Linked DNA regions of Pan troglodytes: all the other regions are linked to region 3. The links are chromatin contacts, called in public HiChIP or PLAC-seq maps. All regions are on one chromosome and are shown on one strand. The core of a region is the stretch at or near the end of the contact, and the rest is flanking DNA. Distances in the headings are between cores, read along the strand shown. Region 1 holds the start of KIF22 (kinesin family member 22). Region 2 holds the start of LOC739572. Region 3 holds the start of C16H16orf92 (chromosome 16 C16orf92 homolog).

Region 1 (3,228 bases), core at 129-2,628, 230 kb after region 3:
TCCAACCTTTGAAACCCATCTCAAGTATCATTCACTCCCTTAATGAAGTCCTCCCAGAATACTCAAGGGCTTACTTCAGATTCCACACACTCAGTTTATACACATCTCTCATTGTGTTTCATATTACATCTGCGTATGTGACACTCTATTGAAACAGACTGTAAATTCCTCGAGGAAGGGACATTATTCATTCAGGCATTTTCATATATACCATGCACCGGACACAGTGCATCTTCGAAGGGTAAGGGGAGACTGTGCTCAGCCAGCAGGGATAACATGTACTTGGGCATAATGGTTAAGAGCAGAGGTTCTACACTCAGACTCCTTGAGAGCGAATTCAAGCTCCAATATTTACTAGTTGTGTTAACTCTGAACAAACTAACCTCAGTTTCCTGTGTAAAACAAAGACAGTAATAGTAACAACCTGATAGCATTGTGTGGACAATAAATGGTTCACCACCATAAAATGCCTACAACTGTGCCTGGCACATAGCAAGAGCTCTACATGTGTTAGGCATTCTCCTAAATGTCTGTTTCCCCACGAGGCTAACGAGGGCTCCAATGAATTACTATGGCGCCCACCATCATCACTAACCAGGATTAAGTCTCCGGGTTAGAGAGGCACATGTAAACAAATACTCACATACAAGATTTTGGGTGTCCTAACAGCCTTTCCAACCCTAAAATAGCATTCACTTCCATGCTAGAGTGAAAGGAAATTTTAGTCTTTTATTTCGTTTTCCTGTAATCGCAGAGCATCTTACGCTGCCAACTCAAACCCAGCAGCAGCCGGGTCTGTTCCTCAGCCCGTCCTCCTGCATCTCTCAGGGATGTCTCTGCACCCAAACACCATGTCCCACACAGAACCCTTCCCAAAACACGCCTCCGGCTCCCTTCTCGTCCTCGTGGCTAGAGCGTCCGCCACTCTTCTCTTGCTTATTCAGGTGATCTCCAGGGATGAGGCCATGACCCCCGTTTCACAGACGAAGAAACCGAAGCTCACAAAGGAAAAGTGCGCGGGGTTCAAGCCAAGAGCCTGGACCGGAGACCCGAGTCTACTAACCCAAGGGGAGAGCAGGAAACAGGGAGAAGGCAGGAGCCAGGCGGGGCGACCGGTTCGCGACCCCACACTCACCGTCCCCCTCTCCCCGCCCCTGCGCCATGGCCGCCTCTCCGCGACAACCCGCAGAGCCTGGACCACACTCCGACACATGACTCCCACTAAGCTCCAGACGTCGGTGCCCGCCTTGCCCAGGTCGGGCTCAAGTACCTGAGATCGCCGCCGCTGAAGCTGCCGCCATCTCGCGTCGCCTCTGCTGCGTCGAGCCGCCCGCGGCCATTCCACTCCCTCCTTGGGCCCGCCTCTCCCATTCGAATTCCCCGGTGCCCCGCCTCCTCTCCCAGGTTCCACCAATCACGACTACGCGCCGCCGGAAGCGCCTGCGTGTGGGTCGCCACTATCCCGCCTTCCAGCGCTCGCCTCCGGGTCCCCAAGAAAAGGTTCCCCTGGTCAGGACGCATGCGCGCGCGTGGGCCGCGCAGCCGTTGATGTCTGGAAGCGCGCTGAGATACAAACCCCTACGCAGGGATGTTGGCGACGGTGGCCGCTGGGGGAGCTGCTCAGCGCCGCCCGGCACTGGGCTCCCTTTCCCTTTACTTTCTGCAGTTTCTTGCCTCCGTGGGTGGTTGGCGCGTCTGCGGAGCCAGGGTCGTTGTGTGGATCGTGGGACTGCAGCCCCAGCCAAAAGGCTATCACGTCTGGTCGGTTCTGTAGATCTGGGCCCCAGGGGCTGGACTCTGGGCAGTCACGTTGCACTCGCTGCCTGCTGGGCCCAAGGCCACTGTAGGTCCCCTTGCGTCCGTGTCAGCCCAGGAGAGCAGCTTGGATGTTCCTGTCTTTATAACTTGGCACTCAGCACGTCGGCGAAGCGTGGAAAACGCTTAGTCTGTGATTCAGTCCCACTCATCCACGGTTCCGGTTCCCAGTCCTTAAGGGTACAGCGGTCCGTTGAGTAGCTCTCTGTCCTTTCTGAAGGGTTGGCTAGGGACGGTCATTCCACTTTTGAGCACCAGGTAGGTAGGGCCCAGGTTTAGACATTATGTTCCACCCTGTTGAACAACAAAACAAAACACAGGCCGGGCGCGGTGGCTCAGTCCTGTAATCCCAGCACTTTGGGAGGCTGAGGCGGGAGGCTCACCTGAGGTGAGGAGCTCGAGACCAGCCTGGCCAACATGGCGAAACCCCGTCTCTACTAAAAACACAAAAATTAGCCGGGGATGGTGGCACGCCTGTAGTCCCAGCTACTCGGGAGGCTGAGGCAGGAGAATCGCTTGAATCCGGGAGGTGTAGGTTGCAATGAGCCGAGATGGTGCCACCGCACTCCAGCCACGGCGCCAGAGTGAGACTCCGTCTGAAAACAAAAAACACGAATCTTAGATCAGTGTTTCTGAAACGTTTTGCCTTGGGATCCCACTACAGTTTTTAAAAATGAGGCCTCCAAAGATGTTTTGTGTATATGAGGGTTTTTGTTTTTTTGTTTTCGAGACGGGGTTTCACTTCCATCTCCCAGGCTAGAGTGCAGTGGCTCAATCTCGGTTCACTCCAACCTCTGCCTCTTGGGTTCAAGTGATTCTCCTGCCTCAGCCTCCCGAGTAGCTGGGATTACAGGTGTGCACCACCACGCTCAGCTAATTTTTGTATTTTTGTGGAGACAGGGTTTCACCATGTTGGCCAGGCTGGTCTCAAACTCCTGACCTCAAGTGATCCACCTGCCTTGGCCTCCCAAAGTGCTGGGATTACAGGTGTGAACCACCAGGCCTGGTCGTATATACTGTGTATGAAGTGAAACTAAATTAAAGTTGACATTAATGAATTTAAAAATGACAGTAACAAACCCGTAGACATAAAAAGTACATCTAAGTAGTGGTTGCCAGGGGATGGTGAGGGGCTGAGGAACTGGCACTACAGCAATAGATATAACGAGTTTCTTTTGGGGGTGATGGAAATATTAAATATTTTGGAATGAAGTAGTGATGATGGCTACGTAACGTAATAAACATACTAAAAACCAGAGAGGTGTGCACTTTTTTTTTTTTTTTTTTGAGACATAGTCTCTCTCTGTTGCTCAGGCTGGAGTGCAGTGGCACAATCTCGGCTCACCATAACCTCCGCCTCCCGGGTTCAAGCAATTCTCCTGCCTCAGCCTCCCGAGTAGCTGGGATTACAGG
Region 2 (3,532 bases), core at 712-3,211, 160 kb after region 3:
TGGGCACAGACTCCTGGAGAGTTCAGCTAGGGGTGGGAGGGGTCAGGGACTGTAACCAGGCATAGTGGGGGCAGCGGTTCTCTAGACACGGTGGTCCTGAGGCAGGGGGTTACCGCGTTTGGATATCTGAGTCGCTTGGTCTTGTGACTGCTTTTTTTTGATGGGCACAGGGTTCAAGTGGCAGCAAGCAGTGCACAAAGCCTCCTCCATGAGTTCTGTACTGATCCGGGACAGGTATTCCTCAGAACGAGACAACGAAGCCTGGGAAAGGAAAAGCCGGAGGGGTTCAGCCTGGGAGCTCCCACATGGGAGTGCTGGCTGTGGGAGTTCCCAGGCTGGGGCCTGTGGGTCCAAGGAGCTTGCTCCTGAAGGACTGGGCCTTGAGATTTAGCTAGAAAGCTCTGGACCTGGGGGAGGGGGGTTTGGTGGGGGTTTAGAGTCAGGGCCTAGTGCTGAGAGCTATGAGTCGGGGCTTCAGGACTCAGGGTTGAGGCTAGAGTCTCAGGGCTTGTGGCTCAGACCTGGCACGGGGTGCCTCTGCCTGGGAGGCCTTCACTTCATTACATTCCCACCTCTAGGGTTCCCTGCAGTGCTCACCGGACCTCCTCTCAAGGAGGGTGCAGCTTGAGATGGCCAGCTGCTCTTCTTCTCCCCCTCATTCCCCATCAGAGTGGACGCCATCCCCCTGGGAACAGTCGAAGCCTGAGTTGACCTGAGAAACCAGCCCGCTTTCCCCCAGAACCCAGCCCACCACCATTCCCCGGGCCCAGGTTTAAACAAGGCCTTTAGAGGAAACATCCCGCTGCCTCATTCCCTCTCACAAGAAAAATAATAATAATAATAAAGGTTGCTTTATATCTTCGGGAGTGAGAGGGAACTCCCGCAACCCCCTACCCCTCACCCCTTCGCCTGGTGGGCCTCTCCTTCCTTCTTCCCTCCCAAGCACCTTCCCAAGCCAAGGCAGCCGACTTGACGCCCCAGACCTGGCAGATGGGTGGAAACCTTGGGCTACTCGGCAAAAGGAGAGACGTGGAGGCCTAAGGACCTCTGGTATAGGTCGTGGGGGACGGGGAATGGGAGATGGGGAGGAAGGCTGGAAAAGGGGGAGCCGGCTCCGTGTCGCTACCGGACGCTATAAAACCCTTGGAGTCTGCAGAGGTTTCGCAGCCTCGTTGCTAGGAGATCAGGGGTTCTAGAACTAAAGACAGAGGAATTTCCTAGCGCGCCCCGTTTGCTCCTCCAGCCTCCCCTCCGTACCCCTCCAGGTGCCTCCTTGGGGGCAGTGACCCCAAGCGCCAGACGCTTGAGAAGCTTGGGAGGATGACGTAGGGTGGAGCCTGCGACCTAATCCTCCCATCACAAGGGGCACGCGAGAAGCAACCCAGCTGCAGGGCGCTCTGGGGCCTCTCTAGCCGCCTGGAGCCTGCGAGAGCAAAGGAGGCTGGAGACTTAGGGGGCGGGGAGTAAAGTGAGGACTGCACCAAATCTCCTGGCCTCTTGGGGACGCAAAGACTCAGGAGGAGGAATTTTATCGCCTTATCTTTGCCTCCAGGAAGTCATACCCTCCACAAAAGGAAAGCAGAGATTTTTATTCGGTCTTCTCTTTTACCCTTTCCTTTTCCGTTTCTAACTTTGCTTGACGTTAATGGTTCCTTCCTCCCTCTCCTCCTCTGCGCTTTGGTAAGAGCCAAGGGAGAGGGGCGGAGGGAGGAAAAGGGAAAGGAAGCCGACAGGCCTTAAAGGGGCCGCAACTATTTTTTTAAGCCACTTTTTCCTCTCTCCAATTTTGCAACGACGGGCGCGGAGGAGGAGGTTCCCGGAAGCCACGCGCAGCTGGAGCAGCGGCGACCGCAGCTGGAGGCCCGGAGCGCCTGCGGGGCTGGCAGAGGCGAGGGAGGTTGCGGGTAGGAAGGGCGGGCTGCGCGCGCCCCCTGCGTCCCGCGCACCTCGGGGCCGGTCCATGCTCCCGACGGCTGCGGGCTTCAGCATCTGGGGCCAGGTTGGGGCGGCGGGGTCCAGGGCGCAGGTGGTGCGGCCGATGCGCCGGGCCGGAGGCTGAGGCCGCGCGGCGGGGCTGGGACAGCACTGGCATCTCCAGAGCAGGCCCGGGGCAGCAAGGGAGGCGCCGCGATGCCAGACGAAAATATCTTCCTGTTCGTGCCCAACCTCATCGGTGAGTGCTGCCCGCGGCCCCGGGCCGAACGAGAGGGCGAGGGGCCTTGGCGGGCTCCCTGATCCTGCCCTGTCTCCCCGCGTCCCGTTCCAAGGTTATGCCCGGATTGTCTTCGCCATCATTTCTTTCTACTTCATGCCCTGCTGCCCCCTCACGGCCTCCTCCTTCTACCTGCTCAGCGGCCTGCTGGACGCTTTCGATGGACACGCTGCTCGCGCTCTTAATCAAGGTGACAGACACCCCTCTCAGCCAGCCTTGGGGTTCAACAATCCCCTCCTCCCTTCCCTTGCCTCCTCGGGACCTCAGAGTCAGAGGGCTGTCATTCCCATCTCTGGAAAAAGCAGAACAGGATGGCCTGGGGTTTTTTGTTTTGTGTTTTGTTTTTTGTTTTTGAGACAGGGTCTCGCTCTGTCACTTAGGCTGGAGTGCAGTGGCGCGATCATGGCTCACTGCAGCCCCCATCTTCTGGGCTCAAGTAATCCTCCCACCTCAGCCTCCTGACTAGCTGGGACTACAGGAGCGTGCCACCACACCCGGCTAATTTTAAAATTTTTGTAGAGACTGGGTCTTGCAGTGTCGCCCAGATTGGTCCCCAGCTCCTAGCCTCAAGCGATCCTCCTGCCTTGCTCCCAAAGTGCCGCGCCCAGCAAGAATGGACTGATTTTGTAGCAAAAGGAATTTAAGCTAGCTCTTGAGAACTCACTGCTTGTGAGAGGTGTGGATTAGCAAGACATGACATGGCGGTGGCGCTGCTGGAGGTCTCTCTGAATACAAGTCCATTCAGGCCAGGGGCGGTGGCTCACACCTGTAATCCCAGCACTTTGGGAGGCCGAGGTGGGTGGATCACGAGTTCAGGAGTTCGAGACCAGCCTGGCCAACATGGTGAAACCCTGTCTCTACTAAAAATACAAAAATTAGCGGGCTTGGTGACGCGTGCCTGTAATCCCAGCTACTCCGGAGGCTAAGGCAGGAGAATTGCTTGAACCCGGGAGGCGGAGGTTGCAGTGAGCCGAGATTGCGCCATTGCACTCCAGCCTGGGCGACAGAGCAAGACTCTGTCTCGGAAAAAAAAACAAAAAAAAAAAACAAAAAAAAAAAACCAGTGTATTCAACAGGTGTTTACTGGAGGCCTACTGTGTGCCCTGCATAAGCAGTTGGGGTTCCAGAAGGCATGCTTAGAGGGAGGATGGAGAGGGAAGGGTGATGGCTTCTGGAGGGTTGACTAGTTTTTTAATCTGTTCTCCAGACCCAACTGTAAGGCTTCCCCTGAGGCATCAAGTCTCTATCTAGCCCTGGAGTCTTGGTTCTGGGGTTGATGAGTTGCAGACATAGCTTTCCTCTCCTCCTACCCTGTTCCCT
Region 3 (3,639 bases), core at 574-3,073:
GGTGGAGAGAGGGGACCTCTTCTCCCTACTCTGCCCCCTTCCTGCACACCCCTGCGCTGGAGGAGGGGAGGGGGCACCGCCTCCCACCCACTGAGGGCAGGAGGGCTTGTGGGGAGGGAGACCAACAGGGTTTCAAGGGGACCAGGAGTCAGAATGTGGGGAGACGCCTCTGCCAAGGCCATCCCAGCCCCTATGCTGCCATCCCCCAGGGCTCCCCATCACCCGAGAGGAGAGGATGCCCCAACTAACCCCCGCTGGCCCTCGGGCCTCCCGAGTGGCCGGCTGCAACCACGGCTCCTCTCCAGGGTAGGCCAGCTTGAGGAATCTTATTTATTTTATTTATTTACCCAAATTTGAACTAGTCTGTTGGGTTGGGGGAAGGAGGTGGCTGCTACCCCCAAGCCTTCCCAGTGCTGACAACCCCGGGGGCAGGCGAGGGCGCCCAGTCCCTCACCATCGGCTGCACATCGCGCCCTCGGGCCCTGCCATGTCCCTGGTGCTACTGACCTCTCAAGGCTTCCTCCAATCTGGGGTCGGGGGACCCTGGGAGGTGCTTTACAGACCGCTAATAAAAGACGATCTGCGTGAACGCCACCAAGGCCCTTGCCACCAAGTTCTTTGGGGCTGGGAAGGGAGGAGGTGGGGGGCTTGGGCCATGGGAAACAGAGGGGACAGGATCCCCGGCTGCTCGCTGGGCAGTCAGGGAGGAGGAAAGCAGGGAACTTTTGCTCATCAACAGGAGAGGAGGTGGGTGTGGGTGCTCAGGTTGAGTCCAGAGTCCTTGTCCGGCTCTTTAGGCCCCTTTCTGGAAGTTTCTGTGGGGCATGGAGATCAGAGGGGAGAGGTCACAGCCTGCCCCGCTAGAACTGGGGTCTTCAGCCGCTCCCAAGGAAGGTGGTGGTGGGGGGGGGTTGGAGAAAGGGGGCAGGCCTTACATGTGGGTGCAGAACTGGAAAAGGAGAAAGAAGAACGCCACCACCAGGAAGCCCACCAGGATGTGATGGAAGAGCCCGGGGCTGGAACCTGCTAGACAAACAGGACCCTTAACTCCCCTCTGATGGCCCAATGAAGGGTCTGGGGCTGCTCTCCTCCAGACCCTGGCGGGGAGGGAGGTCCCTTCTCAGGCTGGTTCATACCTGAGTTAATGAACACGATGGGTTTCTCTCCAATAAACTGGGCCACAGCCAGTAGCCTGGCTTGGTCTGAGTCCGGATAATCGAAGAAGTCAGGTCTGTCTAAGAAGCGCGGAGACTCTGTCCCCAGGGCTGACGCCGTGGCACGCTTGGGTCTGGGGGCTAGGACCCAAGCAAACTCTGTGACAACAGCCAAGCTGACCCCTGCCTTTATCTCTCGAGGTGGAAGCTGACTTGGGACCCTGTGAGACTACCCAGCCTTATTGCAGAGGCTGTGGAGGGTCTTGATTTCCCTCAGGGTCAGCTGGGTGCACCACGACAAGGCCCGCAGTTGTTGGGGGGTAGGTGGGACCAGCAGGATGGGAGAGAAGAGTGGAGAGAAAATGAGAGGGTGCAGGGTTGGCTTCCGAGTCCCTAAGTGGGCATCACACTTTATGCTCCCAGAGCTGCCTGCCTTCCTGCTGCTCCCAAGACAGCTTCTTACCAGTTTCTATGGCCCCTAGTGCAGCCAGCCACACCCACACCAGCACCCATGGCCACAGCCTCATGACTCCTATCATGAGGTGGGGGCTCTGTGATGTCACAGCCCAGAGCTGTTCTGATGGCACTTTGGGGTGAGGGGAGAAAGTGCTAGGAGCTGGGACCCCTCCCCCATCCCTCACTCTCATCAGAAGAGGAGAGGAGAGGAGAGGTTGGGACCAGTCTTCACCCCCTGGAATGTCACTGATGATAAAACCATAATGGTGGCAGCCCCAGCATTTACAAAGAGGAGGGATGCGGCAGGGCCATCTTGCTGAAAGCCCGAACTAAAGGAAGCTGTGTTTGGACAACAGGCACAATTTGGGGTGGTGGCACAGGGCCACACACCTCCGGTTACCCCTTGGATCAACCACAGGTAACATTTGTTTTATTTATTTTCATTTTTTTGGAGACAGGGTCTCTGTCTGTCACCCAGGTGGGAATGCAGTGGCGCCATCTTGGCTCTCTACAGCCTCTGCCTCCTGGGTTCAAGTGATTCTCCTGCCTCAGCCTCCTGAGTATCTGGGATTACAGCTTTGGATAAATCCCTTCCTTTTATCTGCCTGCCACCACACCCAGCTAATTTTTGTATTTTTAGTAGAGACAGGGTTTCACTATGTTGGTCAGGCTGGTCTTGAACTCCTCACCTCAGGTGATCTGTTCGCCTCGGCCTCCCAAAGCGCCGGGCCTATTTTATGTATTTTCAGAGACAGGGTCTCACTCTGTCACCCAGGCTGGAGTACAGTGGTATGATTACTGCAGCCTTGAACTCCTGGCCTCAAGTGATCCTCCCACATCAGCCTCCTGAGTAGCTGGGACCACAGGCATGTGCCACCATGCCTGGCTAATTTTTGCATTTTTTGTAGAGATGAGGGCTTGCTATGTTGCCCAGGCTGGTTTCGAACTTCTGGCCTCAGGTGATCCTCCAGCTTCGGCCTCCCAAAGTGCTGGGATTACAGGCATGAGCCACCATGCCCAGCGGGTAGCATTTATTGAACACCTATTACTATGCTGGCTGGACCCCATTTATGGCCAAGTACCTTGCACAAATTGGTTCATTTGCTCTTGCACTGACCCTCAGAGGCAGGTACTCTTTTTTTTTTTTTTGAGATGGAGTTTCACTCTGTCCGCCAGGCTGGAGAGCAGAGGCACAATCTCAGCTCACTGCAACCTCCACCTCCTGGGTTCAAGCGATTCTCCTGCCTCAGCCTCCTGGAGTGGGATTACAGGCGCGCACCACCACTGTCCGGCTGATTTTTGTATTTTTAGTAGAGATGGGGTTTCACCATGTTGGCCAGGCTGGTCTTGAACTCCTGAACTCGGATGATCCGCCTGCCTCGGCCTCCCAAAGTGTTGGGATTACAGGCGTGAGCCACCAAGCCCAGCCCAGAGGCAGGTACTCTTGCCTCCCTTATACACGGGAGGAAATCACGGCACAGAGGGGAAAAGTAGTGTGGGCAATGCACACTTCCTGGGGCGGGGGGGGTTCCTCTCTGAGGCTCCCCCTTGCATCCTATCCGCAGATCCAGGGGCACAGGGCTCTCTCCGTCCTCCCCCGCCCCCTCCTTAGTGCTCAGCCGGGAACGACCCTGGGGTTAGGAACCGAGAGGAGTAGCAGGCGTCTCCCACTAGGTGGCAGCAGCGGTCGCGCCTGAGTCCACGCTCCCACCCTAGGGAAGGCGCAGCGGGGCGGACTCCCGGGCCTCCTCCCGCCTCTTCCACAGGTTGCATCCGCGGCTGCAGGAAAACGGATGGCTGGGAATGGCCGTCGGGGGTTGGTCAGAGGAAGTCCCTCGGCCCTTTCCGAGGCACATCTCTTGGCCATCCACGCGTCCTTCGCAGACTCCGCTCCCTGCACCTCCGTTTCCTCTTCTGTGGCCGGCGGCTCCCCCGTGGCCACCCCATCTCCCATCTCTGCCACCTCCCAACAGCCATTTCCACTCCTGCGGCCCCATCCCAGCTAAGGAGAGCGCCCTTCTGATTGGCA

Evidence for each region. HiChIP or PLAC-seq counts read pairs in DNA pulled down with a chosen protein or histone mark.
Region 1: an H3K4me3 HiChIP or PLAC-seq map of stem cell-derived excitatory neurons shows a contact between it and region 3, with 4 times the contacts expected there. The contact joins the promoter of KIF22 here to the promoter of C16H16orf92 in region 3. A contact is called at or near these places in 1 of 7 Hi-C or Micro-C datasets (stem cell-derived neural progenitor cells) and 1 of 1 datasets of contacts at active chromatin or transcription factors (stem cell-derived excitatory neurons).
Region 2: an H3K4me3 HiChIP or PLAC-seq map of stem cell-derived excitatory neurons shows a contact between it and region 3, with 4 times the contacts expected there. The contact joins the promoter of LOC739572 here to the promoter of C16H16orf92 in region 3. A contact is called at or near these places in 1 of 7 Hi-C or Micro-C datasets (stem cell-derived neural progenitor cells) and 1 of 1 datasets of contacts at active chromatin or transcription factors (stem cell-derived excitatory neurons).

Annotation. Positions count from the first base shown.
Region 1 is chr18:32,411,545-32,414,772 of NHGRI_mPanTro3-v2.0_pri, forward strand. It overlaps KIF22 (kinesin family member 22), which reads right to left and starts at 1,379. Exons shown (of 14, transcript NM_001280277.1): 1 at 1,271-1,379. The coding sequence starts at 1,340.
Region 2 is chr18:32,338,426-32,341,957 of NHGRI_mPanTro3-v2.0_pri, forward strand. LOC739572 reads right to left here and starts at 1,962. Exons shown (of 6, transcript XM_009430597.5): 1 at 1,797-1,962; 2 at 1,258-1,423; 3 at 598-685; 4 at 114-261. The coding sequence starts at 1,962. CDIPT (CDP-diacylglycerol--inositol 3-phosphatidyltransferase) reads left to right here and starts at 1,207. Exons shown (of 6, transcript XM_001145226.7): 1 at 1,207-2,173; 2 at 2,268-2,402. The coding sequence starts at 2,131.
Region 3 is chr18:32,178,350-32,181,988 of NHGRI_mPanTro3-v2.0_pri, forward strand. C16H16orf92 (chromosome 16 C16orf92 homolog) reads right to left here and starts at 1,824. Exons shown (of 5, transcript XM_024349484.2): 1 at 1,618-1,824; 2 at 1,137-1,295; 3 at 936-1,023. The coding sequence starts at 1,801. TLCD3B (TLC domain containing 3B) reads left to right here. Exons shown (of 6, transcript XM_016928785.4): 6 at 1-594. It overlaps DOC2A (double C2 domain alpha), which reads left to right and starts at 1,737. Exons shown (of 12, transcript XM_063796939.1): 1 at 1,737-2,028.